Regions from separate parts of the Mus musculus genome. Here region 2 is linked to region 1. Evidence: chromatin contacts called from public HiChIP or PLAC-seq data. All regions are on one chromosome and are shown on one strand. The core of a region is the stretch at or near the end of the contact, and the rest is flanking DNA. Distances in the headings are between cores, read along the strand shown. Region 1 overlaps Casz1 (castor zinc finger 1). Region 2 holds the start of Pex14 (peroxisomal biogenesis factor 14).

What was found. HiChIP or PLAC-seq counts read pairs in DNA pulled down with a chosen protein or histone mark.
Region 2: a contact with region 1 is called in an H3K4me3 HiChIP or PLAC-seq map of embryonic stem cells, with 16 read pairs. The contact joins the promoter of Pex14 here to the enhancer-like site in region 1. A contact is called at or near these places in 9 of 39 promoter capture datasets (the HPC-7 cell line, embryonic stem cells, hematopoietic stem and progenitor cells and 3 more), 2 of 484 Hi-C or Micro-C datasets (bone marrow-derived macrophages and regulatory T cells), 5 of 115 datasets of contacts at active chromatin or transcription factors (the 230-238 cell line, embryonic stem cells and stem cell-derived neural progenitor cells) and 4 of 9 other capture datasets (adipose tissue, liver, macrophages and 1 more).

The regions. Positions count from the first base shown.
Region 1 is chr4:148,907,500-148,910,448 of GRCm38.p6, forward strand. The region is part of intron 4 of Casz1 (castor zinc finger 1); the gene reads left to right. Among named protein-coding and RNA genes, the nearest start is that of Gm15969, 8.9 kb to the right of the region's middle. Within about 2 kb of position 1,497, at least 40 of the 459 cell types and tissues checked have an H3K27ac peak or open chromatin away from gene starts, as enhancers often do. A contact at or near this core is called in embryonic stem cells and pancreatic islet, where this site is marked.
Region 2 is chr4:149,098,549-149,101,638 of GRCm38.p6, forward strand. It overlaps Pex14 (peroxisomal biogenesis factor 14), which reads right to left and starts at 1,295. Exons shown (of 9, transcript NM_019781.3): 1 at 1,224-1,295. The coding sequence starts at 1,259. Gm46722 (a long non-coding RNA gene) reads left to right here. Exons shown (of 3, transcript XR_003955172.1): 1 at 1-591; 2 at 897-1,032; 3 at 1,129-1,230.

The sequences.
Region 1 (2,949 bases), core at 247-2,746:
ATGACAATGGCATGGGACAGTGTGGGCCCAGTGTATAATAAGGTCACGCTGCTGTCCAAGGAAACAAGAGAGCAGTAGCCACAGTAGTGTGGGCTCTTCCTCTCCTTTCTCTGTGGTCCATCTATCCCATTTCCTGTCCTGACAAGCAGGCTTCAGTCCAGGATGTCTGTTCTCTAGGCTAAGAACCCTCCGTGGGCTGACTAGTATAGCAGGTAGGCTAGAATGAGGGACCAGCCCAGACTACCAAAGCTTACAAGCTCTGTCTTATGTTTGGGCCTTAGTAGAGGAACCATGGTTAACACCACCTCCCAGGCTTACTTTCCAGTCCCACAGGCCCTGCCAGAGGCCTACGTGCTTGGCTAAAGAGACCCCTTCCTAAAGCCTGTCTTGTGTGTGGCCTGGGTTGAGGCCAGGGTAGCCCTTGGCTTTGGAGGAAACAGCGGAAGAGAGCCACATACTTTGTGTTTCTCTAGACTCCAGGGATTCCCACAGCGTACATTCCAGAGTTGATCTTTTCTTATAGGACTCTGTCCTTGAATTAAGGGGACCCCTGGGAGGGAACTTGCTACATGAGGACAGGAGACTGGAGGAGCCAGGCTGAGCCTCCTGGGACAGGGATCCCCACTTCAGTTAGAGGCTACTGGAACTCTGTATTTCCAGACTTCATGGTCTCAGCCTTCGTTTCCCTCTGACAGGTGCCTCTCTCCCTGCTGCCTGAGAGCCCAAAGCTAGAGCAAGCTGGAAGGTCTGGTTCATTGAGGATTGACTGGGTATTTTTGCTGACCAGTAGGGGGCACCCTACTGCATCTGCCCCAGTCCTTTTAGGGATCTGGGCCTATGGACAGCTCTGGTCCTGTGCCTTCCGGCTCTAGATGGGGGAGGGGTAGCCTCCCCTCCCCACCCCCAGAGGTTCCTTAGCCGAGTTTGTTTTGCCAGGGTGACCTGTTTAATCATCTCATTTTCTGGTGGCCGTTTATTCCTCGTTTCCACGGTTACGGCCCCATTAAGGGGAGAAGCAATAAGGCAGCGAGTCAAACAGGTAATAAAAACATTAAAGCCCATGTGCACAGAGAGAGGACGGGATGGGGGGAGGGGGCTCAGTGAGGTGAGACGGCCCAGGGAGCAGCCAAGGTAGAGGCTGCCTGGCCTGGCCTTGTGCTCCGAAGGTTGCGGGAAGACTTTTCCTCAAAACCCAGTATTCAGCTTAGTCCCCAGGCCTCAATGCCCGGGCCATGGGCTGTATGTTGGAGGTAAAGCTTCAGGAGCAAAGCAAGAGAGAAAGTAAGCAAAGTTCCCCAGGCATGTCCCCAGAGAGTCGCATGACCTGTTCCAGGCCCCACCTCACCCTGGAAGGCCAAGGGGGTGGGGGCTAATTTCTGACATTGTTTTGAACTCTAGAATTTTTTTTTTCTGCCAACTTTATCAGAAAGCATATTTGTGGTGAGTGCTGCTAACAGGGCCAGTCTGGTGAGTAAATATTCCTGGTGTGGACGGCCCCGTGACCTTGAAAGGAAGAGCGGAACAGTGGACGGCTGGGAGCATTGGAAAGAGGAGGGCCAGGCAGACAGGAGCCCTTGGGCTAGGTGGGAGACCTTTCCTAAGAAGGGGTTCCCATGAAAGTGACAGGGCCAGGTTTGTACTCAGCAGACTCGGCAGAGGCCTACCTAGCCCAAGCTCAAGTACCACACCGTTGCCCTTGGTAGATGGCCCGGTCCTTGTGGTAACCATAGAAGAGTTGCTCGCCAATTCACCCAAGAGCTCCCTTTCTCTAAGTGGATGCGGAAAAGCTACAACAAAAGCCAGCCTCTCGCCCAGCTGGTCTGGACCCAGGGCAAAGAGCTGTGCTGGCCAGCGGGGAATGCCAGGAAGTGTAAGGATGGTGTCAGAGTGGCTGTGCTTGTGTGCCGGAGCAACCACTGTTGCCCTGGAGCCGAGGGCCAACGCTCAGAGAGCAGGGAAGGCCAGGACCAGCCCTAAGGCCTCTCTGGATCATGGAGGAGGCTGCCTTCTTCTTCTTCTTCTTCTTCTTTTTTTTTTCTTTAAATCTTCTATACTCTGATCTCTTGCAAATGCACAGAGGCCTGTGTGTCTCTGATTATTAATTTCAACGTTGATTCTGACTGCAGAGGGGGAGAAAGGAGGTGTGGGAAATGGGGGAAACCCTTTGGCTGGGACTGTGCTTTGGGAACGGGCCTAGATGAGTTAATATTCCGATCAAACAATTAAAAATAGAAAACGCTCCCGCAGCACCAGCTGCTGAGGCTTTCAGCAACTGTCACCGGTGGGTTCAGGGGCGGGTGGCACGGGAGGGAGCCTCTCCTAGTGTGTCCACTGCTCTCTCAGGGTCAGAGCGGAGGCTGGGGCTCTGAGTCCCTCCAGCTCCTTTAGGGCCTGGAGCGGAGCCTGTGCAGCTTCAGGGCTGCCCTTCTCCCCTGCAGGGCCTGGGTAGTGTGGTGAAGTCATCGCCAGATGCCCTGGTAATTGTTTTAAGAATGCAACTTAAAATAAGATGAAAACTTATATTCCTGGGTGAGGAGTAATTTCCCATCTAATAGTAAATTAATGACAGGCGTAGAGCAGGCGGCCTGGCCAGGAGGCATGTCCATCTGATAAAGCTGAGGTCTCAGGCCCACCAGCTCTAGATCCGGGAGTGTCTACACCCCAGGCCAGGCCTCACTTCTCATATCCTCTTGGGATGCGCCATGGTCTGCTTGGGTAGAAGACACATTCTGCGTGTGTCTGTTGAACCTGCCTGTAATATGGAACAGCTTTTAAAAACTCCAGCGGAGAGGCTGGGGCCTTATTCTTAGGCACACAAAAAAGGCCCCAAGGCATCTGTTTTACCAAGAAGAAGGAACTTCAGGAGCACTGCCTCACAGACTTTGGGCAGAATATCCACCCTTCAGAACAACATGGTGGACCGTGTAAGGTCATCACCTACCCAAGCTT
Region 2 (3,090 bases), core at 45-2,544, 190 kb after region 1:
TGCTTCAAGATGTTGACAAATGAATGATGAGCTTCCCAGGCTAAAAATATTGCTCCTCCTAGGTCTATCCTAATCACATTGAAACATAAGATAGCCAGAGAGCAGAGACACTTCTTCGGGAGCTGAAATCAAGGCCCGGCGGTGCACGTGATTTAGGGCTCGCTACAAAACCTTGCTACCCACTTCTGCACTTTACTAAGAGAAGAGAGACTTAAGATAAGCAGCACTGCCCTGGGGCCAAAGAGAAGGCTGAGCAGGCAAAAGGCGTTGCTGCTAAGCCTGAGGACCTGAGTTCCATCTGAGATCCACATGGCGGACGGAGGGGGGAACCGTTTCCGGCAAAGTTGTCCTCTGCCTCCCACCAGCACCATGCTGCGCACATGTACACAAAAATAAACAAAAAATCAAAAGTAAACATAACTTGCCCTCTGCCTGCCAGCACACTGGTGGTAAAACCCTCTCCACATCCCACTCCGCCTTTGGCTTAGAAACCCCTTCCGAGGCCATATCAGCACGACTTCCAGGCAGCCCAAGCATCAACAGTGGCCCTCACTGTCCCACAAGCGAAGCGGGATTTGGTTAAATCTGCAGGTGAAGAACTCGGAGGGGAGTCCTTGGCTAAGACAACCAAACCCAGCCAAGCGAGGGTTGGATCCTCAGCTAAAGCTCAGTGGCGTCTGTTATTTAAAGTACGTCCCCTTTCTACTAACGCACTGGGAGGGAAGGAGTCCTCAGAGCGGCGCCCCAACTTGAAAAGGAAAGAAAGCCCCATGGTGAATGAAGCCCCAGATGCTGGCACTTTGGGGGCTGAGGCCGTGGGAGCGGGAGTCGCCAGGCCCCTCCCGACAGGGGACAGCCGGGTACCAACGAGCCTTCCCCACCTCTCTCTCCTCCAGCAGGGCCCTGCAGCTGTGTGCTGAGGACCTAACCGGAGCCCGCCACCCTTCCTGACCAAGCCCAGAGGGCTCCGAGGGGTCGCCGAGCGGGAAGCCAGGGCCTGAGACCCGGTCGAGACCCCGACCCGGGACTGTGGTGAGAGCGGGGTCACCGGGGGAGGAGCCGGGCCGGGAGGACCGGAGAGGGGCGGGGCCCAGAGAAAACACTAAATCGGGGGTCCTCCGCTTCAAGGCGTCAGGGTCGCCGCCCCACTGCCTGCCGCGCGCCCAGCGGCGCCCCAGCCGCGACCCCTGACAGTCGCGACGGGGCAGTCCCACTCCCCTCACCTGGTTCGGCTGCTCTGCCTGCTCCGACGACGCCATCTTCCTCAGGCCTGACTAGTCGACCGCCGCTGGCCCAAGTTTCTCCCAAGAGCGCTTGCACTAGTTCTCCCGACTAGACCAAAGTAGAAGGTCCCGAGCATGTCGATGGGGGCGGGTTCCCGGCAAAAAGGATTGAGTGAGACTGGTGTCCCGGTTATCTTGCAGTTTACAGGAAAATCCATAGTTCAAATTCTTTTTAAAAAAATAGAATATCTCTTGTTGTTGTTGTTTTACATTGTTGATGTATAAACGCTGTGGTTTAGGCACATCTACTCCTAATTTTCTCCCCCTACTCTCCCCACATCACCCACCAGGTTCACCCTCTTTTTAAAATAAATTTACATGTTTGTATGTTTAGACTTGTTTGTTTTTGTTTTCTAGACAAGGCCTCACGTAATTCAAAGTAGCCTCAAACTTTCTATGTAGCCCTAGATGAACTTCTGATCCTCCTGCCTCCACCTCGAGGTGCTGAGATAACAGGCGTGCGCCACACATTTTTATTCTTGAAGTAAATCTCTCCCTATTCTCATAACATCGTGGGCACATTTAGGGACTACTTATTTAATAAACACATGAAAATGTAAGTTAAAATTTAGCCATTCGACCGGGCACTGGTGATGCACGCCTTTAATCCCAGCACTTGGGAGGCAGAAGCAGGCGGATTTCTGAGTTCGAGGCCAGCCTGGTCTATAGAGAGAGTTCCAGGACAGACAAGGCTACAACAGAGAAACCCTGTCTCGGAAAAAAAAAAAAAAAAAAAAAAAAAAGCCAAAAAAAAAAAATAGTGTAGCCATTCGGTACACTAGTATTCGTTAAGTACCTACTGTTTCTCAGAAGCGTTCATAAACTCCAACAACACTCTGCAGCTCGCTCTCTCTCTCTCTTTTTCTTTTTTTTTTTTTTTTTTTTTTTTTGGTTTTTCAAAACTCTGTCGTAGCCTTGGCTGTCCTGGAACTCACTCTGTAGACCAGGCTAGCCTCGAAAATTTGCCTGCCTCTGCCTCCCAAGTGCTGGGATTAAAGGCGATCGCCACCATGCGTTCTGCAGCTCTGTCTTAAGAAACCCATGTGTTGGGGCTGGAGAGATGGTTCAGTGGTTAAGAGCACTGACTGCTCTTCCAGAGGTCCTGAGTTCAAATCCCAGCAACCACAAATAAATAAATAAGAAATCCATGTGCACAATAGTGCTTTCTCAGGCTGCCTCTCCTCTGTATTAGAACTGACATCTCAAGATGGGGATATAGCTTAGTTGGTAACACATGCATAAAACCTGGGCTCCAGCACAATGACTACGTGGTACAGTGGTGCACAACTGTGACCACAGCACATGGGCTATATGCTGAGTTCAAGGCCAATCTAGACTATGTAAGGTTCCCGTTGGTTGGTTGGTTTGTTTTTTAAATTAAAAAAAAAAATTTATACAGGCAGAAGACTGGAACACCCAGACTTTGAGAACTGGGGACATTTGAGGAGAGAGGAGCAGTCTGTGAACCATCATTATGGTAGCTGAATTGTTAGATGTGTTGCTTTAGGTTTTTGAGACAGAGTCTCACTGTGTAGTCCAAGCTGGCTCAAATTCAAGATCCCCTGCTTCTGCCTCCAGAGTTCTGGGATTATAAGTGTACCAGTATGCCCTGCTCTTTAACCTTAATATCACCACCCGACCACCACCAACATCACTATTTTGTATGTATATGATGCTAGTCCTTGTGTGCTAAGCAAATGCTCTACCAATGACCCACACCCCCAGTGCCAATTCTTTTCATGTTAAACACTGGAGCAATAAAACAACAACAACAACAACAAACCAGACTTGTATCACAGCCAGGAGG